2 separate regions of the Mus musculus genome follow, and region 1 is linked to region 2. Evidence: chromatin contacts called from public promoter capture Hi-C data. All regions are on one chromosome and are shown on one strand. The core of a region is the stretch at or near the end of the contact, and the rest is flanking DNA. Distances in the headings are between cores, read along the strand shown. Region 1 has its middle 15 kb from the start of Rnase9. Region 2 holds the start of Tep1 (telomerase associated protein 1).

The links. Promoter capture Hi-C pulls out the DNA fragments that hold promoters and counts their contacts.
Region 1: a promoter capture Hi-C map of pre-B cells shows a contact between it and region 2, with 3 times the contacts expected there. The contact joins the enhancer-like site here to the promoter of Tep1 in region 2. A contact is called at or near these places in 12 of 39 promoter capture datasets (the C10 cell line, the HPC-7 cell line, cranial neural crest and 6 more), 2 of 484 Hi-C or Micro-C datasets (beige adipocytes and embryonic fibroblasts), 4 of 115 datasets of contacts at active chromatin or transcription factors (the SCID.adh cell line, bone marrow-derived macrophages, embryonic stem cells and 1 more) and 2 of 9 other capture datasets (adipose tissue and liver).

Annotation. Positions count from the first base shown.
Region 1 is chr14:51,025,100-51,028,226 of GRCm38.p6, forward strand. No RefSeq gene overlaps it. Among named protein-coding and RNA genes, the nearest start is that of Rnase9, 15 kb to the right of the region's middle. Within about 2 kb of position 1,827, at least 6 of the 459 cell types and tissues checked have an H3K27ac peak or open chromatin away from gene starts, as enhancers often do. A contact at or near this core is called in pre-B cells, where this site is marked.
Region 2 is chr14:50,869,208-50,872,316 of GRCm38.p6, forward strand. Tep1 (telomerase associated protein 1) reads right to left here and starts at 1,347. Exons shown (of 55, transcript NM_009351.2): 1 at 1,206-1,347. It overlaps Gm26782 (a long non-coding RNA gene), which reads left to right and starts at 1,089. Exons shown (of 3, transcript XR_874615.2): 1 at 1,089-1,349.

The DNA.
Region 1 (3,127 bases), core at 577-3,076, 160 kb after region 2:
CGCCACTGACATGGGTGTAGATCTGAAAAGAAGTACAGTGATCATTGTTGAGTCTGGGGCTCAAGAGTCATATAGTAATTGGCATTTGCTTTGAGACAAGGTCTAGCTTTATATCCTTGGTTGGTCCTGAACTCAAGAGTTTCCTGTATCAGTTTCCCAGTGGTAAGGTAAGACATACACCTCGTGTCTGATTTTCCACTGACTTTTTTTTTTTTTACATCTTTTTCCCCATGGTGATTTAGAGGAACTGTCTTGAAATCAGTAGAAACATTTTATAAACACTTGACCATTTTGTAGTCAGTAGAGTGCATTTGTTTCTCACTAAGCCACAGCCTTTCAGCAAAACAAAACAAACCAGTAAATTTAAATAAGGGAAGGTAAAATGAAATAAAGCAAAGGTTTGTGTGTGTGCGTGCGTGTGTGTGTGTGTGTGTGTGTGTGTGTGTGTGTGTGTGTGTGTGTGTGTGTGTGTAGTAGAAGATACCACTTTTCAATCTAAGAAAAACCCTTTCACAGCCTAGGTCTCCTGCTTCTGTTTGTACCTCTGTGAAGCCATGGATTGATGGGAAGGGGTTTCATGGATTGATGGGAAGGGGTTTCTGTAGCTCTGATTCTTTTTGTTAGTCCTCATAGTGCTTACAAGAGGAGCAGGCTGCCATTTTCCCCCTGAACCTGGGACCCTTCTCTTTGCCCCCTCTTTTTCCTCATCATTTTCCCTCATTTCTTTCAGAAAGCTGTATCAACCTTTAGAGAGTTTCATGTGCTTGATACCCACACCCTCTTGGCAAGAATCTTTCCCTCCCTTCGCCCGTTTGTCTGTACCACATGCCAGCAGCGCACTGAGCCACACTGTGGACTGCTCTAGCTTGGCATAGTGAAATTCACGGGACATTTCTTTCTGAACAGTGTCCATTCTCTTGATTTCAAGACTAACTCCCTTCTTCCTCAAGATACACACACACACACACACACACACACACACACACACACACACACACCTATATATATACACATATATACACGCATATGTTCACATATACACACATATATATACACATATATACATATATATACATATATGTGTATATATACATATATATATCACATACGCACACACAGAATAGCTCCATGTTTTTACAAACACATAGAGAACATGTTTCGAGAATCTCTCCTCTTCTCCCTCCTTGCTTGTCATTTTGGCCAACTACTGGAAGACAGTTGCTTTAGCCAAAAAACTGTGCATTTATTTAAGTGCTCCCTTTTAGACTTATGAAACAATAGCTCTCTAAGTAATGCAGGATATTTAAATGAAAAATTGTTAAGTTTATTTTCTAGTCCCTTGGACATCTCATTTATTTATTACTTTGTGGTGCTGGGGATTCAAACACAGAGCCTCACTCCTGCTAGGCAAATACTCTACTGAGCTTGACCCTAGTTCTCATGGTATGTGTATGCATCTCATTATATAGTTCCAAGTAGCCTGGAACTCACTTGTAACCCAGGCTGGCATATAACTCATAGAGTGATCATCTGCTGCTTCTGCCTCCAGAGTCACCATGCCTGACTCACTTCGTATTTTATAAGTGCTACCTGCAACAAATTATGTGGGCAATTAGTAAGCAAATCGTAGGGACTTTGCAAATAAAAACAGGAAAGAAAAAAATCAAGTATTCTTACCTTCCCATAATCTTGCTGCGCACCTAGCTTAGCCTTTTCTTTAAAACACAAATAATTAAATGTTGCTGATATGACACATGTGCATGCATGCATATGTATACTTGAAACTTTAAGATACCAGGTGCGGAACTGTTTATGATATACAGCACCAGGTGGCGCTAGTGTATCAGCCTTTAACTAACTGTGAAACAGCTTGGCTCTAACAGCATCTGTGTATCATGATTTCTTAATAAAGTTGAGTATGCTGGTACTGATGTATTGAAACTGTACTGAAAAGGCCAATACTTATAATTCCCTGGATGGTGGAATATGATTAGCTTTTATATATTAACTCTTTTTACTCTTTAAAGTGAAAATTAGTATTTAAATGATGAAAAATAATATTATATTTATATAAAAACAGTTGAATTCAAATTCATTGCTACAATAAATGTGCCTCAATATTTGAAGGGAAAAGAAATGCGGACAGCAAGGCACCATGCTTATTTCTCTGCTGCTATATTAAATTATTATTCCAAGTTATTATTACAATCAGATTTATATCACACTAAAAATGAGATATACTTTCTTCATGTCCCTTCTTCACATTTAAAGACCTAGGCCCTTTGAATTGCTTTTAAAGACTGATAATTCCCATTATTCTGGGTTATTAGTCAGTTGGACAAAGACTGGGGTTGTCTGGTAAGGCAGAGTCTCAGTTGAGAAACTGCTTCCCTCAGGTGGCCTGTGGGCATGTCTGTGGGAAATTTTCTTGATTAATGGTTGATGTGGGAAGGCCCCGCCCACTATGGGCAGTTCCATTCCTGGCAGGTGGTCCTGGGTTATACAGGAAGCCAAGCTGAGCAAGCCATGGAAGCGAGCCAGTGACCAGTGTCCCCACCATGGCCTCTGTGTCAGTTCCTACCTTGGATTCTGTCTTGGCTTCCCTAGGTGATGGACTAACATGTAAGCTGAACAAACCACTTCTTCCTGAGCTGCTTTTGCTTGTAACTGTGTCTGGCTTTCAGTTATCATACTGGGGAGTGTGGCAGTATGCAGGTAGACATGGTACTGGAGAAGGAGTTGAGAGTTCTACATCTTTATCCACAGACAGTAAGGAGGGGACTGTCCATACTGGGTGGAACATGAGCATATATATGACCTCAAAGCCAGCCTCCCCAGTGACACACTTCCTCCAATAATACCATGCCTACTTCAACAAGGCCACACCTCCTAATAGTGCCACTCCCTGTGGCCAAGCATCCAAACACAGGAGCTTATGGGGGTCATACCTACTTAAACCACCACCACATACCATTTCTGTGCCATTTTCAGGATTGGTGGTGTGTGGTGCGGTTCTTGGACTTGGCTATGTCTGCATGGTAATGTGCAGTTCCTGAACCACCTGGGTCTAGAAGAGAAACAAACAAACAAGCAGAACGTTGTTCTTGGTTTTTCAAGACAGGCTCTC
Region 2 (3,109 bases), core at 97-2,596:
AAAAAAGTAGTGAGGGCTGGGCTGGCATACACCTGCACTCCCAGCACTTGAGGCCGAGGCAGAAGGGTTAGGAGTTCAAAGGTCATCCTTGGCTACATAGCAAGTTAAAAGATCAAAATCACCCTGGAATATAGGAGACTTTGTCCAAAAAAAAAAAAAAAAAAAAGGTGGGAAGCTAGAAAGATAGGTCAGTTGATAAAACATCTAGATGACAGTAAGGCTCAGTAGTCTATGACTGTAATCCCAACACTGAAAGGCAGGCAGATTCTTACATCAAGCTGGCCAGCCAGCCTACCAAAAGTAACTCGAGAAGCAATAGAATAAGACACCTGGTGTGGAGTTCTAGTCTCCACATACCCGTATATATATCCGCATATGCACATACTCTTGCACACACAAACAAACACATACACACATATACACACCCAACGAGTAATAAGGAATTTCAGAATTAATCCAATATGTATGTATGTATGTATGTATGTATGTATGTATGTATGTATTGAAACAAGGTCTCACTAAAAAGGTCTGACTGACCTGGAACTACTATACAGATTCCAACTCACAGAGAGCCACCTGCCTCTGCCTCCCCAGTGCTAGGATTAAGACATACACAGCCACATCTGGCATAATCCAAGAGTGAAAAACAAGTTCTCAATTAAAATTTTAAGTTAACAGAGAAATAAAGACATGTAATTTTTTTCCTCTCTGGAGTTTATAGAGATTCTGATTAACTTCTGAAAGCTTAAAAGTTCTTCCCCAAGTTCCAGAGATAACTGGTATTGATAGTTTTATACTGACATTCTGTGTATACACTAGTTTGTATGTATACCTGCCTCCACTCCTACCCCGGTCCCTTTTCTTTGGCCTTGCACCTGAAGCCATACTTCAGACGCTATTCTTTTCTTAGGAAGTCGTGGAGGCCTACCGCGTTGGCACCTTAGTGTCCATTACTGTTAAACGTGTCAGTCTAGTGAGTTTCTGTTGCCAAAAGTGATCACAACACTCTTCATTTGTTACAGTCACTCCCTCCTAGGATTCTTTAAGGCAAAAGGAACCCATTCTCTCTGAGCATCTATCCCTCCGCCCCACTAAGGCCACCCCACCTCCCTGCCAGCCGCCCGGAAGGACTAAGCGGCTGCACCACGCTCGCCCAGAGGTCCTTCCGGGAGTCCAGCTGACACAGGTCTCGGCCAGGGCTCTACCTGCGCTCAGGATTGGAAAAGCTGTGCGCAATGAGAGGCGCGTTGGTTCTCCGCAACGGGGAGCAGAAACCGGCCTGGGTCAGCCAGTGGACTGGTTGGAAGCAGAGAACTGAAAGAAAACCAACACCCTAGTGAGGCCAAGGGGTGAGGCTGGGCGAGGGAGGGGCGGGGCTGGGGGCAGGGCGGGGCTGAGGGCGGGGCTGCCGCGTGTAGGATATCGCAAATGCCGGGATTATAGGGTTGTGCTAACCACACCCGGTTTGATTTGCACAGTTTAGGGATTTATACTTCCGGCTAGGCCAACTTTACCAACCGAGTTGTATTTCCACCCAATACAATCATGCTCTGATGCTATTATGTATCCTGAAAATACCCCAGAGGCTTATGTGCTAAAATCATGCCAGCCTTGGGCAGCTGTTGGGAGGTGGTGAAACGTTTAGAAAGAAAGATCGCTGAGAGTGTGCCCTTGGCTGACCTTTGAAAGTCAGGCCCCTTCTCTCCCTTTTGCTTCCTTTCATCCACCATGAAAGTAAACAGTTTCGTCTGTCGCCACCCCACTCAATCCCACTCCACCCCATCCGTGAACTGCTTTGCCACAGGCCAAAGCAAGAGGGTCAAGAGATCCTTGACTGAAAACCTCTGAAAATATGATTCAGAATGGTGGCACACACATGTAATCCTAGTACTTAGAAGGCTCTGGCAGGAAGATCAAAGAGTTAACTCTACTCATGCTATTTGAGTTCATTATGTTATCTTTTTGTTACTGCGACAAACTACCTGAGATAATAAACCAAACCCTTTTGATTGTTTCTTTCTTTTTCAGACAGGGTCTCTCTATGTAACCCTGGATGTCCTGGAACTCACTGTTTAGACCAGGCTGGCTTCTGACTCACAGAGATCCGCCTGCCCCTGCCTCCCATCTCCTGGGATTTAAAGGCATACCCCACCACCAACCACCACGCCCAGCAACAAATTTTTTTAAATTTTGATTTTGGGGATTTGGGCTTTTATTTTTAGACAAGGTCTATCTATATAACCCCAGCTGGCCTGCAGCTCACTATGTAGACCAGGCTGCCCTCTAATGGCTCAGAAATGAAGAGAATCTGTTTTTGCAGAAGGCCTAGGTTCAGTACCCAGCACCCACATCATGCCTCACAACCATTGGTAACTCTAATTACCCATGGTGACCTCTTCTAAACTCCAAGAGCACTTGGCATGAAGGTGGTGCACAGACATACATAGAGGCAAAACTCATAAATACAAAGTGGAGTGTGTGGGTGGAGGTCTGTTTTGTATGTAAATTACTACTAGCCAGGTAATATACCCTTATAATTCCAGAGATTTTAAAGGCTGAAGCAGAAGGATCTCAAGTTCAAGCCAGATTCCTTAGGGAGCATTTGCCTCCATAAAATAAGTAAGTGAGTAAATAAATAAATATAAAAATGAAAAACCCCTAAAGATAAATAGTAATTTTAATAGATTTTGTTGTAGTTCCGAGACAGGATTTCTCTGTGTAGCCCTGGCTATCCTGGAACTCAGTCTGTAGACGAGGCTGGCCTTTAACTCAGAGATCTGCCTGCCTCTGCTTCCTGGGTGCTAGGATTAAAATGCATGCCACCATCTCATAGCCCCATGGATTTTTAATGTGCATGAATGACTGGCAGAATCATTCAAAGTTGTAAGCACAAGAATGCCCCTCACTGTAGAAGTGCTCTGCACAGTTACTAAGGGTCTAGCACTCTTAAGTCCCACCTACTAAATATTAAATGCTAAAAATTATCCTAATTGTGAGAAATAAATGTGTGTGTGGGGGGGAGAGAGAGAGAGAGTTCTAAAACCATCCCTAGAACGCAATACCATCCATATTAATAGCCATCAGTCTTAATTGACATCTCTCTATAGGG